6 separate regions of the Mus musculus genome follow, and all the other regions are linked to region 6. The links are chromatin contacts, called in public Hi-C, HiChIP or PLAC-seq and promoter capture Hi-C maps. All regions are on one chromosome and are shown on one strand. Each heading gives the region's core, a stretch centred on a gene start, on an enhancer-like site or on the middle of the called end of the contact. The rest is flanking DNA. Distances are from core to core; before and after follow the strand shown. Region 1 holds the start of Dnase1l3 (deoxyribonuclease 1-like 3). Region 2 overlaps Abhd6 (abhydrolase domain containing 6). Region 3 holds the start of Oit1 (oncoprotein induced transcript 1). Region 4 overlaps Gm45521 (predicted gene 45521). Region 5 overlaps Abhd6 (abhydrolase domain containing 6). Region 6 holds the start of Kctd6 (potassium channel tetramerisation domain containing 6).

Region 1 (4,065 bases), core at 275-2,774, 220 kb before region 6:
ACTTTACGTGAAGTATCAGGAAGAGCGGGGACCTTGAGCTCCCTCAGCTGAGAGATGGGGTCTGAACCCAGGGCTGCTGGCACTTTCACCACACACTGGGACCTTTGGTGCTGCTGCTGTTACTGGTAGAGGTGGTGGTGGTGGTGTGTGTGTCATGTTGTGCTAAGATAGGGTCTTGTGTAGACCAGGCTGACCTTTAATCTACTCTACAGCCAACAATGACCTTGAACTTTGGACCCTCTTACCTGTACCTCCCCAGTACTGAGATTGCAGGTGTTGGACGCCATGCCTGGTTTGTGCAGGGCTGAGGATAGAACTCTGGACTTCATAAAAAGCAAGCATCCTACCAAAGGAAGCAAACCCCAATCCCACTCTGTTTTGTTTGTTTTTAAGTACTAGCCACCCCACAGAGTCCCAGGATCAAAACCCATGGGACAGAGAGTCAGTTGGCTCCAGAAAACTATAAGCAGCTTTCCCAGACAGGTCATATTGCCCAAGGACAGAAATATTCGTAAAGGGAGACAGAGCAGAACTGAGAGTTGGGGAATCAATGGGGGAGAGGGATGAAGGGATTAAAGGATGAAAGGAGAGAGACAGCAAGGGAAGAATGAAGAAGGGAGAAAGAGAGAGAACGCAGGAGGGAGGGGAGGAGGGAGGGAGAGAGCGCCAGGAGGGGGCTCCCCTGCTTCACCAAGATTATGAAGAGGAGGCAGGCAGGGCTGCCCCAGCTCCCTCACCACCAGCCCCTGGAGCTCCCCAGCACCTCATAGCCCTTCTGAGTTCATTCTCTTCAACAGCCCTTGCTTGAAAAGTTGACAAATGAGACTATGTATTTACAGTGACTGACACAGACATTCAGTATGTTCAATTAAAACCGTCAGAACAGCAGCCGGTACCTGGAACTGACTGCCAGCCAGACTCTGGCAAGAGCATCACATTTACCTGCTCAAGCAAACTTGCAACACCCCCGAGGGAAGCACAGATCCACCCAGTCTGAAGATGGAACAGAGAATACCCAGAGCTGAGTGATGATGGTAATGGAGTGACCATCATCATTAGCCACCTTCTAAGCCTGTCCTTACCTCCCCCTCACCTCCAGGGCAACTTCAGACCCCTGGAGTCCACAGCTGGGAGAAGGTGCGAGTGGTGTCCAGGACAGGAACATGACTCACCTTCACAATGATATCCATGGCTTCATGGTTTTCCTTCTTGCTCGCTCCAAAGGACCTCACATTGAAGGAGCAGAGCCTTAGGGCCAGGGTGTCATGGAGGGCAAGGATGAAGAGCAGCAGGGAGGCCAGGCGTGGGGAAGCTGGGTGCAGGGACATCTTTGCACTCCTGGGACTTCAGGCTGGATGAAGACAGTGCCTGGCTCACTGACTTATAAAGCAGGCTGATAACAGGAATTACTGGATCCCTCTAGGTCACTTTCACTTCTCTGAGGAACTCACCATCACGCGTTTCAATCCCCAAGGAAATGAAGGTAATGGGTTAGCCATTAGAGAGGCCTCTGGTTTTCTTGTCCTCATGAGGAAAACGTCATGCTGCATTTACAAACCAGCCTCCTTAAAAGCCACTCATAATCTCAGTGGGCAGGGGTGGGGTGGGGTTAGCTCTGATCTCTAGGCATGTCTCCTGTGGTAGCCATGGGCCTCTCCCTGAGAGTTGATGAGCTTGGCAATGTTCACACAGAAGGAACTGGACTGGTGGAGCCACCTGCTGGGGGACAAAGACCTGGTGAACAGTCACCACTGGACACATCTATGCAGTGTCTCCTTAGCAGTCCCCGTGGGTGCATAAGGTCAGGTTTAGTTTGAATTCAGTGAAGCAAGGATACCTTGGCATCTGAGGAAGGTGAGGTGGAGATCCCAGGAGCAGAAGCGTCACAGGCTGAGGCCCTCAGAGGCAGCAGAGATAAAGAGCCAGCAGGAAAGTCCCAGGGTGGGCAGGGCTGGGTCGTGTGACCCAAACAGGTGTTTCCAGTGTCTGACGCAGCTGTGCGAAGCAATGTGTGAGCAGCCAGACAGCAATCCTGCGACATGCACACACTACTGTGTCATCACATCTCATCAGCAGCTTCAGGCTTGCGGTGAGAAGCACAAGCTAACGTTGTGTAATTCTAGCAAAACTCATGTGTGTAAACCAAAGCACCAGGGATGGGGTGGTGGAGCCGCACCCACGTTCCAGATCCTACAAAGCTGATTGGCTAATACCACCGCTCTGACTGAAAACTCAAATTCTCCTGCAGCCATCTTCAGCGCCCTTTAAAGGCCACCCATTGCCAACACCTGTGCTTGACCTCACATCCTGTGACAGTCAGGTAAACCCCTGTTGGAATACATGGGCAGAGCCCTAGCTCCCTCTAACCAGGAATCCAAGAATGTCATCAGGTGGCAACTAAGGCCAATAACATGGGTTTTTCTGCTTTGTTGAAGCCACCTACCTGGTATTCCCACCAATGTTTTCTTTTGTTTTGTTCCTATAAAAACATCCTGAAACTAGGGGCTGTAGAGATGGCTCAGAGCTTAAGAGCACCGAATGATCTTTCAGAGGGTGCCAATTCAACTCCCAGCACCCACATGGCCATTCATCATGGTCTGGAACTCTAGTTCAAGGGGTCCTCTTCTGGCCTCCACAGACACCAGGCATGCACAGGGTGCCAGACACCCATGCAGACAAAACACCCATACGCATAAACAAGCAAACAGAACCCCAAGATGTTATCGTGTAGAAACTCAGTATCTGGGAAGCCTAAATTTATGCTTCTAGGCCACCATCATTCATATCTGGTTCTCTTAGTCCCTATTCTCTCACAGTGGGAGCTGTATTCTTGTGGACCCCTTTGTACCAGCTGATGAAACAGGCTCTCAGTTTCAGCCCCACAGGACAGAGTATACGCAGGCTGTACTTGCACTGAAGAGAACCACCATAGGAAGAGAAGGCTCACGTGTCATGCTTTCAAAATTCTTTGAAATTTCCTTTTTCTCCTTCTCTTTTTCTGAAACAGGACCCCTAGCTCAGACTGACCTCAAACTCCGTATGTAGCCAAAAATAACGTTGAACTTCGGATTCTCCTGCCTTCACCTTCTGAGGGCCCCTGCTCCCCCTTCTTGTGCTTTGGGAGGTCAAACCCACAGCCCCAAGCATGCTAGCAAGCATCCAACCAAGCAAACGACCTCTCCATCCCCTTAGGGGCTCTTGTTTGGCAGAACGGCCATATTTCTTGGTAGGTGCTCCAGATCATGCACACTTCCTCTCCCACTGCCTCCCTCTCGCCCCTTCCACTCCTCACCCCTGCTTCCAGCCCCAGGTGTAACACCCCCCTAACACTAGATCAGTCTAGTTGAGAATGTTGGTGTGGAGGTCAGAGCAAGTGTGCTTCCAGTTACTGGCTGTTCAACCACACACAAATAACTAAACCTCTGTGACCGTTCCCTCACTTTAAAAATGGGCAATATTTGCTCCCATATAGTACAGCTGTGAAAGTTAGTTTTTAACTAAAACGCTAACTTAGCACAATGCCTAGCCTTTCATCTGTGTGAACAAAATATTGTTATCTGTGAACTGGAGAGCCAGTCCAGTGGTCAAGAGAACTTGCTATGCAAGCATGGATTTGACTTGGGAGCCCAGCACCTGTGTAATAACTTGGGCGTGGTTTTTTTTGTTTTTGTTTTTTTGTTTTTTTGTTTTTTCGAGACAGGGTTCCTCTGTATATCCCTGGCTGTCCTGGAAGTCACTTTGTAGACCAAGCTGGCCTCGAACTCAGAAATTTGCCTGCCTCTGCCTCCCGAGTGCTAGGATTAAAGGCGTGGTCCACTAAGCCCGCCTGACTGGGCGTGGTCTCATATATACCTATAGCCCCAGGGTTGTGAGGGATGGAGACAGGGACTTGTTGGCTGTCAGTCTAGCCAAAAACTGTGAGCACTCCAGGCTCAGTGAGCCCCTGCCTCAAAGGAATAAGGTGAAGAGTGGTCCAGGCAGACACTGGACACACTCTTTGGCCCTCCACATCTATTGACACACACACACATGAGCCCATGCTGCACTCACCACACTCATCACATA
Region 2 (4,226 bases), core at 1,395-3,894, 180 kb before region 6:
TGAATACAACTGCTAACAACCTCCCCCCTCCAAATTACCACCAACCCCATCTATCAAGGTTCTAGCATTTATATAACCTCTGAAAAATTCCCAGAATTCTAAAAGTTACACAATTGCAGAAGCTATCTGCAGTTGGCAACACCATGCCTCTGCTAGAGCATGAGGCAAATCATGGTCAGCTGCTGTGGACAGTCTGAAGCAGCCCCGTTTCCCACACCTGGGATTAAAACTAAAACATGTTCTTATAATATTTGTGTGCTTTTTAAAGAAACCAGAATTCCAGAATTCTCACTAAAGTTACCTTAAATAGTCATACTAAATTCTAGCCTAGCTATTGTTGCCTACCAAAGGATTGAACCCACGGCCATGTATGTGGGCAGGGCCTCTAGCACTGACCTGTATTCCTAGCTTATAAGAAGTTAGCACTTGCTCTTGCTCTCTTGCCTTGTTGCTCCCACTCCTTCTCTTCTCCCCTTCCTTAGTCCCTTCCCCCTTTTCTCCACCGGCTCATGGCCAGCCTCTACTCAACTCTCTCTCTGTCTCTCTCTGCCTCTCTGTGTCTGTGTCTCTCTCTGTCTCTCCCCACCACCACATCTACTCCCCTCCCCATGCCCTGAATAAACTCTATTCTATAGTAAAAAAAAAGTTAACACTTGAAAAGACAGTGCTATGCTTTGTTGGTTTTTCTGTGCCACTGTCCATTTGTGAAGTCAGTCAGCTTTCCCCCACTTCATGATGAAATGAATATGAAACAGACCAGGTTCTTCTCCATACTGTAGATAAGCCCCAAGAGATTTAGCTGGGCAGTTAGAGGGAACCTCTCACGTGGAGAAGGGCACCAGGAGGCGGATGCCCTCTATCTGCCCTCCTTTCTGGCTCCCTTTTGTTTCACTGGCTCATGGAATTTTCCACTCACTGCTCAGGCTCCAAGCCTTGGAAAGCAGCAAATAGGGCAAAATGGTTTATGATCTTTCATTCTCTCTGCCTTTTCCGTGTGGGTGAAGCTGTCAACCCTTGGGAGGGTCACCTACGACCCACCTCTGCATTGACAAATTAGACCTCTAGTTGCCTCAATGCTACTGTCCTTGCTGCATTGCCAAGACTCCTGGGTGGTCCTAGACATAGAGAGGTCAGAACCATGTCCCCTCCTCAGGACCCTGCCAAGGCCCATGCTCCTCCACACACAGATGCCATTATTGTTAAATGAGTGAGCTTGAAGCAGAGAGTGCAGTTTGCACATGTGGACTAATAACATGGATATGGTTGCATGAAAGTGTATACAGTTGAATGGTTATGTTGTAGTTGTAATTTTGTATTGTCATGACATTCGAGATCTTTTCTATCACCCCAAAGTTCACACTAAATAAATGTGTGATCCTCCTGCGTCAGCCTTCCCAATGCTGGGATTACAGGCTTGTGCCACCAAGTTCCATGTGCGCTGCCTCGGGGGTCAGTTCTTGTTTTGTTATTATGGTAGAATGATCTTTCATTGTAGCCACTTGGTGTCAAGAGGATTTGCACTTCCCAAACCCCTGTTGAGGGTCCAGTCCCAATGGAATGGCATTAAAAGGGCTGTAAGAGGGCATTCGATCATTTAGAGAAATCAGTGCTATTGTGCTGAGATTGGACATGGCAGTTGGTTGCTGGAGGTCAAGGCAGCACCCCATACTTTGGTTTGTTTTTAGTGTGTGGCCCTTTGACTTCTTGTCATGAGTTGAACCAGCAGAAAACCTTAACCAAAAGCCAAACAGAAGTCACACCAATGGTTGGGACTTTCCAGTTTCTAGAACATCAGTTTTCAACCTTTCTAGTGCTACAACCCTTTAATACAGTTCCTCGTGCTGTGGTGACCCCAACCATAACATCACTTTTGTTGCTATGTCATAACTGTAATTTGGCTTACTGTTATGGATCACAATGCAAATATCTGATATGCAGATTGTCTGATGTGCAACCCCTGTGCAAGGGTCATTCAAGCCCCAGGTAGAGAGAGAATCACTGCTCTAGAGCCATCAACCTGAATAAGCCTTTCCTTTACAAATTACCCAGGCTTCAGGTTTTTGTGATAGAAGCAAAATAACAAGGATAGTGTGATTATACCATATTTTGGTTATCCCTTGGCTGTTGATGAACACAGGTTGTTCCCATCTTTGGCTCTTCACTTGTAACAGTTCACTTTAATCAGCAAATGATACCATCAGAAGCCAGAGACCCCATTGAGCAGAGCCGTTAGTCCTTTGTTGGTGTTCTGTATGACTGAATGGTGTCTTAAAGTCTGACTGCCCGTCACCCAGCTCTAAGCAGTGGCCAACAACAAACACAGTGCTCGTTGTTGCATGAACTCAGACTCATAGCCCAAAAGGAGACTCAGCTAGTTGAAAAGGGTGAAAATCCTGGAATACTTTCAGATCACAGACTCACCAGATGGCAAGGTGACATGAGGGATTGAGATTTTAGTAACGGCTTCTGATGCCATCCCAGAGAGCTGTCAGAAGCCCTGGGAGTAGCTTCCTCTGCTTCACTGAAAAGCACAGCCTGTTTCCTCCTAATCTCCCCGCTGCAAGCGGCATTTGCACAGTGCCGTCATTGGAAGTACAGCTTTCCCACGCATCACTTACACCCCCTAATCACGCTGTTCCAAAGGCCATCGTCTGCTTGGCTGCCTGTCGTGATGACCAGTGAAGTTGCTAACCTGGCTGGGCACTCAGGTGACTTTTCAATATTGTCACACAAATAGGAACAACAGATTCTAGAAGTCGCCCTGTGGCACACACATCCCAGCTGTCCTGCTGTTTGGGCAGAAGGGCTTGAAATCACTGGGCATCTTGACTCCCTCTAGGATCTGCCCAGCTCAAGGACCAGAGACTGATGTTCTCTGTAGGCCATAGCTAGTCTTCTTGGCAGCTCTCTCTGGGTCTGAGTATTCCTGGGGCATGGCCAACCGATCTGACAGTGTCATAGGCTCCTGCAGAAGTGACAGATGTTTCCCCATGAATCAGCAGAGGGCACAACTGTGCGCTGTGGCCATGCTGTGTGATGGGCCCTGTTTCTGGTTTCCACTGCAGAGTGGAAATAACAAGACTGGTCTCACAATGGAAAAGGCTGAGATTTTCTAAGCTTCCTATAGAAAGCTTGATCATGAAATTGAGGTTAGGAACCATACCAAATCATTTGGTTATATAAATAAAATGTAAACAAAGAATGAGAATTAAAAATAAAAATATAAATCCTGTTTGCAGATGACAGGATTATATACATAGGAAATCTGGGGGAATCTATAGATAATTAGAAATAATAGGGAAGTTTAGAGTCCAGGTAGGAAGATGGTTCAGTTGGTATAGTGCTTACCGTAAGGACCTGAGTTCCAATCTCCAGCATCCATGAGAAAATCTGGGTGAAGCAGCACACATCTATAATCCTTGTGTTGAAGACGCAGAGATGGGAGGATTCCTGGGCTGCTGCCCACTAATCTAGCCAAATCAGTGAGCGTTAGATCTAGTGAGAGACTATGTTTGTTGAAAAATACAGAGGAAAAACAATTGAGAAAGACATCTGGTGTCCATCTCTGGCCTTCACAAGCACATACACATCTAAGAACATACACAAGCACACACACAAGCACACACACAAGCACACACACAAGCACATACTCAAGCACATACACATCTAAGAACATACACCTACACACATGTACAGATGTGCATACAAACTCCAGACGTGAGTTTGATTACATTGCTGAATACAAGATCAATAACTAGGGCTAGAGAGAAGGCTTATTGGTTAGGAGCACTTGTTCTTGTAAAGGTCTTAGGTTCAATTCCCAGCACCCACATAATGGCTTCCAACTATCCTTGACACCACCAGTTCCAGGGGATCCAACAGGCATACACATGGTACACATACATGCATGCAAAATATTGATATACACAAAGTAAATATGTGAATCTAAAAAAAAAAATCAATAACCAAAAATCAATGGCATGCCCAAATACCGGAAACAAACAAATTAAAATTTTAAACGTTACTACTTACTTTAGTGTCAATAACTCTTAACTACCCGATAATAAATCTAAAGAATAACATGGGAGCTAAGAAGATGGCTCAGCAGGTAAAGGTCCTGACCACACGATGCTGTTGAACTGAGGTGGTTCCCTGGAAACCAGAATGGAAGCAGAGAACTGACTCCCGAAAGCCCTCTGACATTCATATTCTCATGGTGGCATGTG
Region 3 (3,877 bases), core at 880-3,379, 160 kb after region 6:
CGCACCTAGTACCTAGGGTACAACAGGCACTGAACATCAATAAGAGCGCCAACCTGTGAGTTCACCTGCTCCACGCCAGCCCCATGGCAGGTGCTTGGCATTATTGACTTGGCTAATTTACACATGTAAGCCTCCAGGAATCTGCTAATGTGCCATTATTTTTGAAAAGATATAAACCAAAATACTAATTCCAACATATAAATGGATTGTGTTTATCTACCATAACACAGATGACTCATTCTTTGGAGAGAGAGAGGTTTAGACAAGTACAGAATATGAAGTACCTGGCCCAAGGTGACACGGCTGACCAAAAGGCCGAGGTGTGATCCAAATGCTGAGGGCACAGGAGCTCTCTCAGTGACTTTGGGTCTCTTGTCTGGTTTCTGGGGAGGAAACTGATTCAGAGTTCCCACCTGCCTTTGAGAGCTTCCAAAAGCAAAGGATTGGTATCAGCCATAGGAGGTTTCAGCATCTTCTCCAAGCAACAGTCAGTCAGTCCTCTTACTGGCTGTCCACACCTCCATCAGACACAGCTTTCACCCCAGGAGGAATGGCTGCTTCAGCCTAAGGAAGTGTTGCCAAGCAGTGACTTCAGATATCCTCCACCATGGAAAAAGTGCCAAAGAGTCCGTGAGCAGGTTAGGCTACTCAGCTCTGCAGATCCCCAAAGTCCTACTGGGATATAGCAAGCAACTGGGACAGCTTGCTGCCAAGGCCTAAGCTCAGAAAAGGCTATGTGAATGATACGCACGAGAGAAGGCTCCAAGCATAGCTCTAGGTGTAGCTCAGCAGACACAGATGGATCAACTGGCAAAGTCAAACCCTCCCCTACAACTGTGTTGAACCTGGATGGGACACCTCAAATCTCACTTCTGGTCTGCAGGGCCCCTAATTCCCACCTAATTCCACACTGCCTTAGCCAAATTAACCTCCCGAGAGAAGTCTGTTGTCCCTAACTCTCAGGCTATCTTCCCAACATGTAACAAAATTGATTTGATAATGATGGTCCCCCACAGGTTGTTTTTTGCTTTCTGGCCAAAACAATGGTGTGTTTACCTGCTCCACTGTGAGTGACCCATCTGCAGGGCCACTCCAGAACCAGCTGTATTACAGGGCACTGGGGCACAGTGCCTGGGTACAGCCTCTGCAGCCATTCTGCCGGGGAGAATGAAGGCTCTCTGGCCTCTGGCTCCCCTTCTCAGGAGCGGAGTAATAATGAGACCCAACCCCCCATGAAGAGCGGCTGGTGCTATTATCTGTTTCACTCATTCCTCCCACAGATGCCTAACAGGCAAGAGGTAACTAACGCTGAGCCAGGATGTTCAGCCCCTCATTCCCATTTCCCAGATGAGGAAAACATATCTTAGTGAGAGGAACTAGCTGGACAGTATGTTATCAGGAAATCTCACAAGACCACATACCTTTGTCATAACCTTTCAGCTCAACCTTTTCAGAGATAAATGACATTTGTGGCCAGAGAACATCCTGGCCTTATTCATTATTCAAATATTTGTGGAACTTGATGTTCATCTAGAATGTGTGTGTTTAGAAGCCCATATACGTAGGTGAATTCATACATGTGGAGATTCTCTGTGGTCTAGGGATAGCATCTACAGTGAGCTACAGTGGGTTTCAAATCCCAGGCTTTTGAACCCTAGATCTTATTTTTGTATTCACAGCAGACATAACTAATCAACATGGCCTGCACTGAGTGATAAACCAGCGTTCCCCTCTGTCAGCTGGGATTGATCCCTTCAGAGGCAGTCTCCTCACTGCAGCCTACAGTTGCGTTCTTTCCCTTTTCTGCTCTTGCTTTCTTTCTCAGGCTTGCTGCTTCTTCATCTTCCATCTTCCCTGCCTCTATCATTAGTTCAAAAATGTGGACCGAGAAGTAAAGCCCCCTCTGGTCTGGCAGAGACATACCTGAGGCTCAGGGCTCACTCTTCACTGCCTTCGCGTTGAAGAGGTGATGGATCAGCTGTTGATAGCTTGAGTCTTTAACCCAGCCAACTGCTTTTCTGGCCTGGCTGTTGAAGAGCAGCCTTCTGGTTCTTGGCAGGATGGGAGTGGTGCTGGTGCTGGTGCTGGTGCTGGTGCTGGTGCTGGCCCTCTCTAGCCGGCTGCTCTTAGATACAGCTGCCTAGAGGGAGTGACCAGCCAGGTCTTGGGCTCCTTGGGAGGGTAGCTACTTCCAGCCCTACCCATGCTGAGCGCTGCTTGGAAGAGATTTGCCATAAACCCTCCCTGCCTCGTTAAACACCTTACCAGGAAGGAGGAAGTTTAATCTAGAGCTCTCAGCAGAGGAAATGAGGCTAAAGTCTGGTAGGGGCTTGGGCAGGACTGTGCTTGTTTTCTTCCAAATACAGCAGCTCCAGCCTTCCCAGGTGACGCTTGGGTGCTAGCACAAACAACTTTGGAGCAGAACCCCCACCCCCCACCCCCAAATCAAATAATAAAACAAAACCACTCAAGCGGTGCTAAACCGTCCAGGGCCTGAGTGAGGTTGAGGTAGGTGTAGTGAGTCAGTGAATGGGCTTTCGAGGGCTCTGAGCCCACTGAGGGAAACGGGGGCTCTTGGGTCAACAGGGAGAGGAGGTGGCATGGGAGAAGGAGTCTGGGTTTGGGTTGGAGCACAGTGAATTATAGATTAAAATGGGGTGGATGGAGGAAGCAGGGAAAAGCACAGTGAAAGCGATATATGCCACTCAGGTTCACTGGGAGGGACTTAACATCCTAGGCTCTGTCACCAACATAGACTTACGTTCTTTATATATCTCTTTAGGATGCATTATTGTCCAGAAAGACCTTTGGTCCTTATACACTTGCGTCAGGGTGGGGCTAGGGCTTCCCCATCTGTTAACCCCAATTTCTTCCCAAAACGATGTGAGACCCTTTGGGATGAGTATCTTGGGACGTAAGGTACAGCAGCTGGTCAGGATATAAAGACAAATACCAGGAGATAGTGTCAGGGAAGAGCAGGGAGCAGTCCCTGGTGTGTGTGTGTGTGTGTGTGTGTGCATCTCAGGCCAGCAGAGTAGGGGAAGCTATGTGTTTATGTTCTGAATATTGTTGCTTCAGACACCTCATGGGCTCAGGGATGGGGGTGGGGGCACCTTCCTCAAAGCAAATAAACAAGCGAAGCATTTAAAATGGTGGCAAGGTAGAAACTTGTGCAGCTTGCAAGAAGCTCTGACTTCAGTGACCCCGGAAACTTCTAGCAAGAGGTGACATGTGAGGCAGCTTCTCTAAGGACAGAGCCTTGGGGATGCTGTGACAAGTGACTTGCAGGCTTGGTGGCTTCAAACATGTGTCTAGTGCTCACCTAGGATCAAGGTGCCAGCAGGCAGGGGCTTAGGCAGGAGCCTCCAGGGACTTCTTTCCTTCTCTACAGCCAGCACCTTTGCCACTTGCTGAGCATTCTTTCTTCCTTCTGTCCCTCAGTCACCCTCCATTCCCTCTTCCATCTTGAGGACTACCCCTGGGATGGCACTGGGCCCACATGGGTAGTCTGAATCATCCTGGCTTTCTTGAGACCAGCAGATGAATAAGTAAATTTAACCTTTGATTTTTTTGGAAACACTACATATTTACAGGTAGCAGAATTAAGACATGGGCCATGTATGGAGTCATTCTATACAAGCAGGGTCATAACTTATTTTGTGTATAGCATTTGCAACATCCTGAAAACATTACTATTGTATGGGCAGAAAAGGAGGCAGTCTCTTCCCTACCCATCATATCAAGAGAAAACATTTATTAGCATGCACGTGCATACTGGAGCTAGCCACAACTTGAGAATTTGCAGGGTCAGAATGTAATGTTCTCATAGGAAAGAGGAACATGGGGTTGGGGTGGGTGGTACCGGTGAGGAGGTGCC
Region 4 (4,211 bases), core at 1,711-4,210, 250 kb before region 6:
GACTTCTTATCTGTAGATTGCTGTCTGGCCTGGTTTCTAGAACACACCCTGCACCTTCCCTGTCCTTTACCAGGCTGCGTGCTACCTGCCCTAAGGAGCCTTCCCAGAGTCCTCCAGGCATCTTTATGTTTTTGTTTTGTTTTTTGTTTTTTGTTTTTCGAGACAGGGTTTCTCTGTGTAGCCCTGGCTGTCCTGGAACTCACTCTATAGATCAGGCTGGCCTCGAACTCAGAAATCCGCCTGCCTCTGCCTCCCGAGTGCTGGGATTAAAGGCGTGGACTGCCACGCCCGGGTCCTCCAGGCATCTTAACAGTCCACTCAGTACCTCTGCATCTTGGTGAGTCTACAGAGCCTCACTAGAACCTCCAGGTCAGCAGTCTGTGTGCCTATTTGGCCTGCAGGGCTACTTGGGTTCCAAGATTTCCTGGTTTGTTTTTTTCACAGCCTCCCAGTGCCTGCTTGGCACTGACACTGAGTGGCTGTGAAATGAATGAATGGATATGGACATGTCAAGCATGGTGGTGCATACTTGTAACTCAAGCACTCAAGAGACAGAGACCGATCAGGAGTTCAAAGTCAGTCTCAGCTCTGCCTGGCCTGAGCCAGAGTTACATGAGACCTGTCCCAAAACACCCTCAAAACCGAAACTAAGTGTGAACAAGAAAACAAGGCCATTGTTTGGAATGGGTTTGGGGAGATCCCACATCCTGATTCTACTTCTTCTGGACAGGGTGATCTCATGAAAATGTTCTCTTCTCAGGCCCTTGGTTTCTATATCCGAGAAATGGGAATAGCCTGTTTCCTTTTGTCTCAGCATTTTGGAGAAGTTGTATGGGAAAGTACCTGGGACAGGAATTGAGATCACAAAGCCCTGTGCCATGTGACCTCTGTGGAGTCCTCCTGGGACAGCCCACAGAGTTAGAGCAGGATTCTGAATCCCAGCTTCCCCTTAGAGCAATCAGGCTGAGAAGGCAAACTCAGCCTGCACTGGAAGGCTGCTTTCTTGGTTCATTTGACAGATTCCACTGAGCAACTGATGTATGCCAGGCACTTTGACAGGCTCCCTTCATAGACGGCAGATAAGTAGATACATGCTGTAGTGGCAGGCACAGCCACGGTGTGAGGTGGGTTTTCTTTTTAGTCCTTTACTGGGCATAGGAGTCAGTTGTTAAAGCTAGGGGTGGAATCCCAGGGCACTTACACATACTAGGCCAGTGCTCCGCACCTGAACCGTGGCCAAGCTCCCAAAAAGGTGCTGATGCTGCTGGTCTGTGAACCACACTGACTATAAGCGTAAGAGTTAACTCAGGATATGGTGGTCAGGACTGGGAGGCTACCCTGACAGACAGTTTAAGGAAGGCCCACTACAGAGTCCTGTCCTAGGTAGTGAGTTTGCACAGTTCTCTTCCAAACAGGACTTGACTTCTTCTATTCACAGAGAGCATCTATCTCAGTTTAAGTGCCAAGGGTCTTCTTCCCCTGCTCTGCCTCACAGGCCCATGCTCGCTGTCTGTGAAGCCACTGTGTTGGTAGGCTTTGCAAACACACACACGGGATACAAAGGTAACATACTTTTGTATGAGAGTACAGTAGCTTCGGTATGGAGCATGCGCTAAAGACTATTCACGAGTAGCTGCAGTCTAAGTGTGACTGGACAGCCCATGCTTTCTTTGGCAACCCAGACTTGAGAATATAATCCAACACCAGCCACGCTGGTAGCCTGATTCTGAATGCTCCCTGGCTGCTAGGCTGGTGTTGGATTACAACCAGAAGGCAGACCATCGGCCGCTTAAGCCCACAGTTGCTCCAAAATCTCTAGAACATTCCATAAGCCTCCCCTTACATCCTGAGCCCAAACTCAATTCAGGTGTCACCTTGGAAACAGATGCCAGACCTTCTGCTGACTGATACTGTCCCCTACCCTAATTATAAAGTAAGCATCCCAGGGGGTTCAAAGAAGATTCAGGGACATTATCCAGGTCCCAGCTGGGTCAGTCAAAAATTCCCTTATGTGTATATAAAGCAGCAGCCTGATACCCCATACACAGTAAGTGCTCAATAAAGTGGTGACAAGCATAGTTATTAGTGTTATTATTATTATTATTATTAAATTATGACCATTGTTATTGGTTCACCAGGCAGAATTTGCAGTGGTGGGCATCTGGGGAGCTAGCTTGGCCTTGGGCAGCCCCTAGAGATCTTTCTGTACAGTGGAATGAGGGACAGTCCTGACAGTAGCAGGAATAAGAAGCATGGTAAGTGAGCTTAGGGTTGGGTGACCAAAACAGATCTTGGCCAGAGGCCTGTGTGAGGTCTTGAGTTTCCACCATGCTGTGCAGCCTCTAGCTGTTGGATCGTAAGGAGTTTTGAACATCCTCAGGAAAGGGCTCGGGACATTGAAAGGCAGTGGCTATTCCTGAGTGACAGATGACATGCCCCCCGTTTAACAGCACATCACTGCTGACCCCCAACCATATGGGGGGAGGCACTAGCAGGAAAGTAGTGGTGACCCTTGTTCATCCAGGCCTCTGCTGTGTTCTAGGGGATTTCATGAAGGACTACAGGACACCGGCTCATGCCAAAACTCATCCCATCACAAAGTCATTTTACATCAAAAATGGCGTTTTCCCTAACCCTCGGCGATCAGATGACATCATGTGACTTGACTTGGAAAAGGCCTCAGCGGCTCCTTTCCCCCTGTCATCCATCTGGACCAGCCAGATGGGAGAGATTTCGGCCCAGCCCTACCTCACTCCATGTTCTGCTGAGCCCCGCCTCCTTGAGTGAGATGGACCTGAAGAAGTGACCACGGGCATACACCTCTGGGGTGTACTGTCATCCTATGTTGGGGCTCCTGTCTACACACAGAGAACTCCGCTGCTTGCAAAGCTGCCGCGTCCTACCATCCGTCACTAGCAATGCTGTTTCTTTTCCTGGGGTGATCCAATGCTGCATGAGCAGGCCTGGACAGAGGAGGCGCTTGTGAGCCTGCAAGGTACGTAGGCAAGCACCAATCTCTTAGGCTATTCTTCTGCATTAGACTGATGGAATCTACAGCAGAGTTGCTCTGTCCCGGTGTGTCCTACAATTCAGGGAAGAACTTGCCATCTCCTCTGGCTGCTTCCCTCACCCCTCAGAGCCTGCATCGTTCAGAGGTGCTCTGCTTCACATGCTGCAACAAGCAGCTCCTAAGTCCCAACTCCTAAACAAATAAACATAACATGTTTTTTCTCTTCCCCACACTCATTAACGATGTATTTGTCCCAGCCTAGCCCTGTATGATGCTGAGTAGCTGCTCATCCTGGGAGACGTTGTCCCCTATCTGGTGGTGGCTCCGCCAATGACTCAGACTTCAGAATCCTTTTTAGAGTCCTCTGTGTCCAGTGGAAAGGGAAGAAAGATAGGGAGTGTAGAGACACTGGGATCGTGAAAGGTTTCTGTTCACTCGATTTTCCGGAGATAAAGGTTCATGTAGAGTTCAGGTTGGCCTGGAACTCTTGCCTGAAATTCTCATGGCTCCCATGCCTGACATCAGACGTACTCTCTTCACCACCTTGGCCTTGGCCTGGCACTGACAAATGTTGTTACTAACCCTCACATTCTATTAGTGAGAATAAGTCATGTGACTGCTAGATGGGTGACAGCTGGATTGTGTCCTATTGCCATGAACCCCGAGCAAGAATAAAGAGAAAGGACTTCCACACATCTAATCCGTGTCTGCCACACCTGACCTGTCCCTGGGTTGTCCTGGAGCCACAGCTGTGATCTAACTTCTCATCAGATCTTCGTTCCCTGCTGTATCCATTCTCCTATGCTATGAAAATCTGGGAGACTTCAGACAATAGAAATTTATTCTGTTGCTGCTCTGGAGGCTGGAGATCCAGGAATCGAGGGATCCCACGGGGCCTGTCTTCACAAAACCTCTATCGTATAAGGATATAAGCATGTTGGACCAGTGCCCAGACCTCGCTAGATGACCTCACTTCCTAACCACAGCATCAATGACCTGTTTACAAATTGGATGATTTGGCAAGACACTCTCAGTGAAGACTGCAACATCCCCAGAATTCAGCCCAGCACACCTGCCTTCTGATCACCAGTCCTTATTGGTCCAGTATGGATGGGTCTTCCTCTTTTTGCTTGGAAAGCACTCCTAAACACAATCCCAGACATGAAAACTGTGCCCCATGGAGTCCTGGCAGCCACTGGTG
Region 5 (3,877 bases), core at 1,150-3,649, 160 kb before region 6:
CTTGCGGCTTAGTGGCTGGCTGCCTCGTAATCTGTAAACCTCTGTATTTGGAATGTTTTCTGGGCCCCTCAAGAAAGGAGATGGTGGCTTGGGCTTGAAGAAGCTCTGACTACGGAGACACCCGCATACTTAGACTCACTGTGTGTTTCTTTTCTGACAAGTGTTTTTGGAAATCGTCAATGAGAAATCCAGATACTCTCTGCATGAGAATATGGACAAGATCAAGGTCCCGACACAGATCATTTGGGGGAAACAAGACCAGGTATGTCACAGGACCCTATAGAAAAAAGCCAGTGGTCATCTTTAAAGCAAGCCTCCATGGTAGCCTTCTTATGTTGGGTGCCAGCGTCTGCCACGGCTCTCTGAGCTGAGAACAGTGATGGTTGATTTTTAGCATGAAAGGGAATTTGCTGTTGAGATAAGGTTTCTTTTACCATGTAGCCCAAGCTGGCCTCGTCCATGAGCTCCTCTTGGCTGCACATCCCAAACCTGGAATTGCAGGCTACCAGTGTGCAGCACTGGGCCTCGTTCATGCTAAGCCATCACTTTACCGTAAGCCATACTTCCAACCCTAATTTATCTGTCAGGTGCAGGGACATGGACCTGCATTCTGCTACCTACGAAGGTAAAGCAGAGTGCTCTGCCTCTGTGCGATGGTTCCTGCTGAGTTCAGGAAATGGCAGCCAACTTAGCAGTACAGGCCCTGTTTAAGTCAAAATTACCAAAAGCCATTCTGTCACATGAAAATCTAATCGTGTAAATTTGTGTCCTTTACTTCCAAATCTTAGTTCCTGTTTCCTTTACTTCCTTGCAAGATATCTGGAATTCTCTTAAGCCAGAAGTTGGAAACTTCCTGTGAAGAACCAAATAGTAAATAATTGTAGCTTTGCTCTCCACATTGTAGCTAGTCTCTGTCACATTCACTCAGTTCTGCTTGTGTGTAAAGTATCATAGGTGATATGTAAAGATATGACATGGCTGTGTCATAGGGAACCATTGTTTACAAAACCAGTTAACAACAGCAGGGACCATGGCTCAGAGGCAGAGCACTCAAGTAGCATGTGTGAGTGCTTGGTTCGATTCTTAGCACCATAAATCAAAGCAGAACAAAAGGCGGCTACTGTTTACCTGCCCTACTCCAGTTCACAAGCATACATATGTACAGTTCCAGGGGATCTGACACCCCATCAGCCTCCTCAAATGCCAGCCATGTGTACAGACATGTATGCAGCCAAAACATCTATACACATAAACTTTTAAAAATAAGACAAAAGCAAAAAAAAAAAAATACAAAGCATTCTTACCTTTACCATAATTCATCAGTTTTAGCTGCTTTATTGATTGAAAAATAGTTACTTAGATTTTGTTTGTGTATGTGTGGCAGGGTGGGGTGTGGGTGTGGGTGGTAGGCTCCCTTACTCACTGAGCCATCTTAGCATCCCTGCTTTATGGTTGCTGAGCTTGTGTGTAGTGGAGCTCCCCCTGGGCTCCCTGTCCACAGCCTGGTTCCAGAGCATTCTAACCACACAGGGTCCTCCCATTCATGGCTTGTATCGATGCCCATGCACAGCCGTGCCCTCTTTCTTTAACTTTGGCCTTTCTAGAAATTGCATATAAATGGTGTCATGTAGGCTACAGTCCTTTGCAGGTGGCCTCTGTCCCTGCAGCATGCTTCTAAGATTCATCCATACACAGCATTTTGGGTTGGTTGGTTGGTTTTTGTGTTTGTCTGATTTTTGGTGGTTGTATTGTTATTTGAGACAGGGTCTCACAATGTAACTCTGCTGTCCTGGAACCTATTCTGTAGTCCAGGCTGGCCTGGAACTCACAGAGATCTACCTGCCTCTGCCTCCTGGGCCTAAAGGCATGAGCCACCACTATCTGACACATAATTTTTTTTTTTCTTTTTACCACTGAGTATTTTTTTTATGGCACAAGTGTTCCAAGTTTTATTTACTAGCAATTTAAATTTTACATTTACAACATTGATTGTAGTGTCCCAATCTATTCAGACTACACAGAGTAATTTGCTTACATTAGGGTCCCTTGAACTTCAGAGTATATTTTCTGTGAACAAGAATACCCTTTCAGGACTGGAGAGATGGCTCAGTGGTTAAGAGCACTGACTGTTCTTTCAGAGGTCCTGAGTTCAATTCCCAGCAACCACATGGTGGCTCACAACCATCTGTAATGTGGTCCAATGCACTCTTCTTGTGTGTGTCTGAAGACACCTATAGTGTACTCATATAAATAAAAATAAATAAATCTTTAAAAACAAACAAACAAAAAAAGAAAACCCACCCTTTCATGTAACCAAAGCATTCTGGGAATGGAGGAGCCAGCCCACAGTCCATGTTTGTCATTTACCTCAGGTTGTGCCTCTTCACCCTCCTACCGCCCTGAGCCAGTACCCAGCCCAGGAGCTCCTGTTGGATGGCTGTCTTTATTCTCATTTAATTGGAGGCATTCTCTGGCTGGCTTTGTCATTCATTTGACAAGGTGTTCGACACATTATTTGGTTAGTTATTTTATAAAACACTCTTTAACTTGAGTTTCTCTGAATTGTCTCTTCACTGGGGATGGTCATTTTAACAGTCTCATCAGGCTGTTTCTAATAAGCAGGTTATAGACAGATACTTTGAAACCAAGAAGTTATCCTGCTCCTCAGAAACACCCCCATCCGCACCTGATTTATTGTCGTCTGTAATGATTCTTGACCAAAAAAGTCTTTCTTCATCCTTCTGAAGGACCCTGTAGTAGCTGGGTGTTACAAAGCCCAGGCCTTTGATCCCAGCACTCAGAGGCAGAGGCAAGCAGATCTCTGAGTTTGAGGCCAGCCTAGTCTACAGAGTAAGGATAGCCAGGGATACATAGGGAAACCCTGTCTCAAAAACAAAACACAACACAGAAGCGGACAGTGCTCATTCTATCCTGCTGACCATTTAGGTCCCTTTCAGTTTTGGACAGTAAGCAGCATTCCAGTGAGCATTGTGCATGTGTATTTGTGGACCATGATGCTCCATCTAAAGGATACAGTTTTGCATGTGAAGTCACCAGATCAAAAATCATATGTGCTCAAAGTTTTGATAAGTTTTGTCATATAGGCTTGCATTTGTTTCAGAGGGCTGCAGCAACTGTGGACCACAGCCTGGGTGGGGAGGCCTCAACCAACTGAGAGCAATGTATTATCTTTCAGTTCTAGGGGCTGCAAGTTCAAGGTCAGGGCATCAACAGGGCTGGTTCCTTCTGAGAGCTGAAGGAGACTCTTCTCCATGTCCCCCTAGCTTCTGGTGCTTGCAACCATCTTTGGCATCCCCTATCTTAGTCCCTGGATTCTACCTTCATCTCCCCGCGGCAGTTTGTGCGCGTGTGTGCGTGCACGTGTGTGCGTGCAAGTGTGTATATCTTGATCCACATCCTCCTCCCCCTACCCCCTTAAGAACACCAGCCATATTGGATTAGGGCTTCTCTGCTCCATTATGACATCATCTTAACCACTACATCTATAATGCACTATTCCAAATCAGGCAATGCCGACTTCAACTTAAGAATTTATGGGGCTACCATTCAGGTCACAGCCAGCTCTCCAAAGATGCAACAAGTTCATTCCGAGAAGCACATTTGTGGCTGCTTTTGAGGAATCATGCCTACCAAAGATTTTCCATAAAGTTTGAAGCAAGAAGAGGCAGAGAGAAGTATAGAAAGCAGATGAACAGCAGTGTATACCAAAGTATGCACGGGGTCTTTTGTTCAAGAATATCTGGAGAAGCCGGGCTTGGTGGTGCACGCCTTTAATCCCAGCACTCGGGAGGCAGAGGCAGACGGATTTCTGAGTTTGAGGCCAGCCTGGTCTACAAAGTGAGTTCCAGGACAGCCA
Region 6 (4,352 bases), core at 742-3,241:
GTTTAGTCATCAAAGTTTTTGTCTATGTGTACTCCTTTAAAAAAAAAATCAATGTTAGTAGGGGCTGCCGGGGGGTGGGGGGGGAATGGGAGGGTGGGTGAGGAAGTGGTGGCGCACGCCTTTAATTCCAGCACTTGGGAGGCAGAGGCAGTCGGATCTCTGAGTTTGAGGCCAGCCTGGTCTACAGAGTGAGTTCCAGCACAGCGAGGCTACACAGAGAAGACTTGTCTCAAAACAAACAAAAAAATAGGGAAAAAAAAATCAACATTGGGGTACTGTATGTATTAAAATCAACATTGGGGTGCTGTATGTATTAAAATCAACATTAGGGTACTGTATGTATTAAAATCAACATTGGGGTACTGTATGTATTAAAATCAACATTGGGGTCCTGTATGTATGATTTTGTGTCCTGATTTGCAGGAGCATATTCCCATATTCTTTTTAAAAAGATTTATTTATTATTATACATAAGTACACTTTAGCTGACTTCAGACATACCGGAAGAGGGCATCAGATCCCATTACAGATGGTTGTGAGCCACCATGTGGTTTCTGGGATTTGAACTCAGGACCTTCGGAAGAGCAGTCAGTGCTCTTACCCGCTGAGCCATTTCTCCAGCCCTATTCCCATATTCTTAATTAGTTTGTATCCTTGCTTAGATGTCAATGTAGCCGTCCATTGTGTTGAAGTCCACATTGCTTATTTAACCTATCAATTTGATTTTTGGAGAAAAAATAGAATATTAGATGATGATCATACATATAAAAACTAGATTTCAGAACCACCTCACAAACATGCAGATGTGTAAACCAGGTAAGTTTCTGTTTTGTTCTTTTGAGAAAGGGTCTCGTTATGTAGCCTCATCTGTCCTAGAGACTAGCTATGTGGGCCAGGCTAACCTAGAGCTCACAAGAGACCCACATGCCACTGCCTCTAAGTGCTGGCATTAAGGATGTGCACTACTTTTACTATGCCTGGCCCAGGTGAGTTTCTAAGGCCAGTGGCTTTTCACCCATGTAGAAGTGGATTGAGATCTGGCTAGCTAGAAGTGGTGGCTTTTGCATCTTGTCTATGCATGGAATCCAATTAGCCCTGCAGCCTTGATGTCCTTCCTGAAGGGACATTACCCTTGCCAGTCCCATCCAGACTAAGATCCTCAGAGGTATTACACAGGATGACGTTAGTTAGCTCTGCCCTTCTAACTGGCTGCTCTTCTCTGCCTAAAAGGCTGGATCGGTGGTCCCTCTAAGCCATTACTTTACAGAATGGCCTGCCTTAATATATAAGGCCAGGAGTCTTATATATTAATACATTAATAATATTAACTACATTATTATGTATATATTAATATAATATAATTACATCAATATTAATAACATTAAATGTATACTAATATTTTATATATATCAGATCGTCACATCTTCCCTTATTCTCCAAGGCAGCCTTCTTTTTTTTGTTGTTGTTTTTTCAAGACAGGGTTTCTCTGTGTAGCCTTGGCTGTCCTGGAACTCACTTTGTAGACCAGGCTGGCCTCGAACTCAGAAATCCACCTGCCTCTGCCTCCGGAGTTCTGGCGTATGCCACCAAGCCCGGCCAAGGCAGCCTTCTTATTGGACCGCTCTCACCAGGATTCGAACTTGTCTTGTGTGTGTCTACTGGCTGCTTTTTTGAGTCTTGAGACGCGCCTCGGTCTGGGTGGCTGCTCTTCTCTCTAAGCCCTGCATGCGATGAGGTCTATCGACTTAGTGAAAACAGCTGAGGAGAAACAGTTGCGGAGAAGGAGTCCTGGGCAAGCAGGGAAGAGACTGCTGGCGGCCAGGAGGAGAGGCTGAAAGCGGAGGGGGAGTTAGGGGCGTGGCCTGGGCGGAGCTCCGCGCGGGAGTCCTGGGCGGGGCGGGGATAGGAACGGGACGGAGGCGGGGCTTCGGGACTGCTGCAGAGCCCGCCTGACCACGCCGCCCCGGCAGCGCCCAGAGTGCCCGCGGCGATCCGGCTTCCCGGCCTTCGCCCCGCGCCGCCGATAGGGGGCGTCCGCGTTCTCGGCGCCGCGACTCTGCTGAGAAGGCGCCGCCCGCGCCGGGCAGCTGGAGCCGCAACTCCGGGCTCCGGCTCACTCGTCCCCTCTGCCGCCGCCGCCGCCGCCGCCGCCACCGCCGCCGCTGCCGCCGCGGGGCGCGGGCTCGCTCGTCCCCGCGCTCGCGCTCTCGGGCCGCCGGCGTCTCCCGGCCGGGTCGCCTCCGCGCTCGTGCAGTGAGTGGGGCGCGAGCGGGGCCTGCGGGCCGGGGCTGCGGGAAGTCGGGCTGAGGAGAACGGCGGGTGGCGGCCGCGCGTCCCCGGGCTGGCACGAGCCCGCGGCGGGGCCTGGGCGGGGAAATCGGGGACGCGCGGCCGCCTCGGGCTTTGGGCTCCGGCTCGGGTTCGGGGCTCGGTGCGCGTGGCCGGCCGGGCTTGGCTTGCGGGAGACCGCGGAGTAGGGACCAGCGGGCTCTGCGGGGCAAAGGGTTGGTGTTTTGGGGAGTGGTGTTTATTAGCCGCCACTGCCCTAGTTTAAAGCTCTGCTTTTTGGGTTTTGTGCACAAATTGCAGCTTTTTACCGGAATTTTGGGATGTCACGGCGATTTAGTGCTGGGTGTTAAGAGGTGATCCTTGGCGAGGTCGTGGGGAGCCCCTGCAGCACCTGCTGGGCGATGGCAGCGGAGGCTGTGTCTGGGGGTGGGACGGGGAAACGAAACGTGACTGAGATCCTGTTTGGATATTCTGCTGAAGTTGTCATGTTTCTGTTCTGTACACCAGTACATACAGCAAGTTGATAAACCTGGTTTCAGGATTTCGTGATGCAGACAAATAGACCGATGTGACCTGGTTTAGCTAAGAATGTCTGGGATAGCCCAAACAACCTGCTCCAATGTACCCCCCTTGGCAGGCTCATCTTTTTCGCTGTTGCAGATATTCTAGTATGGGAATAATGGTGGGGTATTACAGGCCCAAAGCCAGAAGTGTTTCAAAAGAGTAAAGATCTAAGTAGGTAGGGTGGGAGAATCACCCTTTGGATGAAAACCAGGAGCCCACACGGATTCTTAGTTTTTTGTAATACCGTAGGTAGAAAGATGGCCATAGAATTTGAAAATTTTTAAAGTGTATTTTAGCTGAAGCAATAGCGTGGAAAGCAGTCTTATGGTCACTCCTATGATCCATCGTCGCATCCTGGATTTTAATAGTTGGGGTCTATTTTAAACGGAACACGTATGTGTGTCTTCTGCTTTATCTTGAGACAACCCTGAGTCATGCTTTCTAGAAGTCCCGAGAGCTCACGTGTCTGTTTGTCTCTGCGAACGCTGGACATCATTTTACCTTTAGTTTTTCTCACGGCAACTGCGGTGGGATCTCCGGGAAAGGAGGGCCAGGGACGGGACAGAGTGGGAACACAGATTGGTCCTAACCTGCATGTTCGCCCACCGTGTCTGACTTACCTATTTAAATTTTGGTGATGCTGCGAGTAGTAAAGGGCGGTCTACTCAGGTTCTCACAGCCCTCTGCTGGCATGCTGCACGTGAATCCAGAGCGCCACTCCTCACTGCCCTGTCGGCCAGTTTTACCTCCATTGTGTTTAAACGGTGTGGTTACTTTTGGGAAGGTCATAATACCCATTTTGGTGGAAACTGAGGGAAAGTAGAATTTTATGATTTGTGACTCTGACAGCACTTAAGCTGGAGAGTATATATTCTTCTGGTTTGATACTGTCAGAAGATTCATAATTTCTTGTAGGACTTTCTCCCTTTTTGCCTACATTTCCTTTCTTCTAGCCCACGAGGTTGAGAGAGGGGTTTAGTTAGTGGTAATTTAGCTTTATAATCCCATTATCCTTGTGCGCTCGCTACTTGTGCTGGCCTGTATGTGGATGTTAACTCCGAAGACGCCAGGAGATGCCACTGAACCAATTACTATAAAAAGTATTTCACTTTCAAACTCCCACGTTCCCAAGAACAGAGAAACTCAGTACAAAGGCAGCTTGGAAGGTAAGTATAGGTGGAGAGAGAAAATTTACCGGTCTTCATTTTGGGATGGCAGACACAAAGGTTTCAGTAGAAAAGCACTTGGAAGGGCTACCCAGAAAGCGTGGGAAGGCAGTGACTACAGTTGTATCATTACATTTTCTAATCCGAGGTTAGCATTACGGCATATAGACTGTTACAGGGGAGGAGGACTTTTGCTCTGGAGCGTCTTACTCAATAGCAGAAGTAAGTCTAGAATGTTTGTGCTGTCTTATCATAACCCCCACTGTAGCTTTGCTGTGGTAAGGAGGGTTCTCACAGGTTAAGTTGTTAACTTCCTGGAGTGTGCATTCTTCA

The links. Promoter capture Hi-C pulls out the DNA fragments that hold promoters and counts their contacts. A called contact is a pair of places that touch in the nucleus more often than the background predicts. HiChIP or PLAC-seq counts read pairs in DNA pulled down with a chosen protein or histone mark.
Region 1: a contact with region 6 is called in a promoter capture Hi-C map of pre-B cells. The contact joins the promoter of Dnase1l3 here to the promoter of Kctd6 in region 6. A contact is called at or near these places in 10 of 39 promoter capture datasets (the 3T3-L1 cell line, 3T3-L1-derived adipocytes, the C10 cell line and 6 more), 1 of 15 datasets of contacts at CTCF or cohesin (embryonic stem cells), 5 of 484 Hi-C or Micro-C datasets (CD8 T cells, muscle stem cells, regulatory T cells and 1 more), 5 of 115 datasets of contacts at active chromatin or transcription factors (embryonic stem cells, extraembryonic endoderm stem cells and large pre-B cells) and 2 of 9 other capture datasets (adipose tissue and liver).
Region 2: a contact with region 6 is called in a promoter capture Hi-C map of hippocampal neurons, with 1.7 times the contacts expected there. The contact joins the enhancer-like site here to the promoter of Kctd6 in region 6. A contact is called at or near these places in 6 of 39 promoter capture datasets (the C10 cell line, the HPC-7 cell line, cranial neural crest and 3 more), 2 of 115 datasets of contacts at active chromatin or transcription factors (both in embryonic stem cells) and 2 of 9 other capture datasets (liver and pancreatic islet).
Region 3: a contact with region 6 is called in a Hi-C map of colorectal tumor organoids, with 4 times the contacts expected there. The contact joins the promoter of Oit1 here to the promoter of Kctd6 in region 6. A contact is called at or near these places in 1 of 484 Hi-C or Micro-C datasets (colorectal tumor organoids) and 1 of 9 other capture datasets (adipose tissue).
Region 4: a Hi-C map of the N1E-115 cell line shows a contact between it and region 6, with 4 times the contacts expected there. The contact joins the enhancer-like site here to the promoter of Kctd6 in region 6. A contact is called at or near these places in 10 of 39 promoter capture datasets (the 3T3-L1 cell line, 3T3-L1-derived adipocytes, the C10 cell line and 6 more), 13 of 484 Hi-C or Micro-C datasets (the MNK3 cell line, the N1E-115 cell line and embryonic stem cells), 13 of 115 datasets of contacts at active chromatin or transcription factors (embryonic stem cells, epiblast stem cells, extraembryonic endoderm stem cells and 3 more) and 3 of 9 other capture datasets (adipose tissue, embryonic stem cells and liver).
Region 5: an H3K27ac HiChIP or PLAC-seq map of embryonic stem cells shows a contact between it and region 6, with 29 read pairs. The contact joins the enhancer-like site here to the promoter of Kctd6 in region 6. A contact is called at or near these places in 6 of 39 promoter capture datasets (the C10 cell line, the HPC-7 cell line, embryonic stem cells and 3 more), 4 of 484 Hi-C or Micro-C datasets (all in embryonic stem cells), 5 of 115 datasets of contacts at active chromatin or transcription factors (all in embryonic stem cells) and 2 of 9 other capture datasets (liver and pancreatic islet).

Annotation. Positions count from the first base shown.
Region 1 is chr14:7,992,658-7,996,722 of GRCm38.p6, forward strand. It overlaps Dnase1l3 (deoxyribonuclease 1-like 3), which reads right to left and starts at 1,525. Exons shown (of 8, transcript NM_007870.3): 1 at 1,173-1,525. The coding sequence starts at 1,328.
Region 2 is chr14:8,029,822-8,034,047 of GRCm38.p6, forward strand. All of the region lies in intron 2 of Abhd6 (abhydrolase domain containing 6), which reads left to right. Among named protein-coding and RNA genes, the nearest start is that of Gm41094, 24 kb to the right of the region's middle. Within about 2 kb of position 2,645, at least 40 of the 459 cell types and tissues checked have an H3K27ac peak or open chromatin away from gene starts, as enhancers often do. A contact at or near this core is called in hippocampal neurons, liver and pancreatic islet, where this site is marked.
Region 3 is chr14:8,376,634-8,380,510 of GRCm38.p6, forward strand. Oit1 (oncoprotein induced transcript 1) reads right to left here and starts at 2,130. Exons shown (of 10, transcript NM_146050.2): 1 at 1,924-2,130. It overlaps Gm41095 (a long non-coding RNA gene), which reads left to right and starts at 2,472. Exons shown (of 3, transcript XR_874217.2): 1 at 2,472-2,508.
Region 4 is chr14:7,957,976-7,962,186 of GRCm38.p6, forward strand. It overlaps Gm45521 (predicted gene 45521), which reads left to right. Exons shown (of 2, transcript NM_001371278.1): 2 at 2,543-3,242. The coding sequence ends at 2,661. Among named protein-coding and RNA genes, the nearest start is that of Gm45521, 2.8 kb to the left of the region's middle. Within about 2 kb of position 2,961, at least 49 of the 459 cell types and tissues checked have an H3K27ac peak or open chromatin away from gene starts, as enhancers often do. A contact at or near this core is called in the MNK3 cell line, the N1E-115 cell line, epiblast stem cells and 1 more, where this site is marked.
Region 5 is chr14:8,049,647-8,053,523 of GRCm38.p6, forward strand. Abhd6 (abhydrolase domain containing 6) reads left to right here. Exons shown (of 9, transcript NM_025341.4): 8 at 162-262. Among named protein-coding and RNA genes, the nearest start is that of Gm41094, 4.0 kb to the right of the region's middle. Within about 2 kb of position 2,400, at least 3 of the 459 cell types and tissues checked have an H3K27ac peak or open chromatin away from gene starts, as enhancers often do. A contact at or near this core is called in embryonic stem cells, where this site is marked.
Region 6 is chr14:8,212,090-8,216,441 of GRCm38.p6, forward strand. It overlaps Kctd6 (potassium channel tetramerisation domain containing 6), which reads left to right and starts at 1,992. Exons shown (of 3, transcript NM_027782.3): 1 at 1,992-2,253.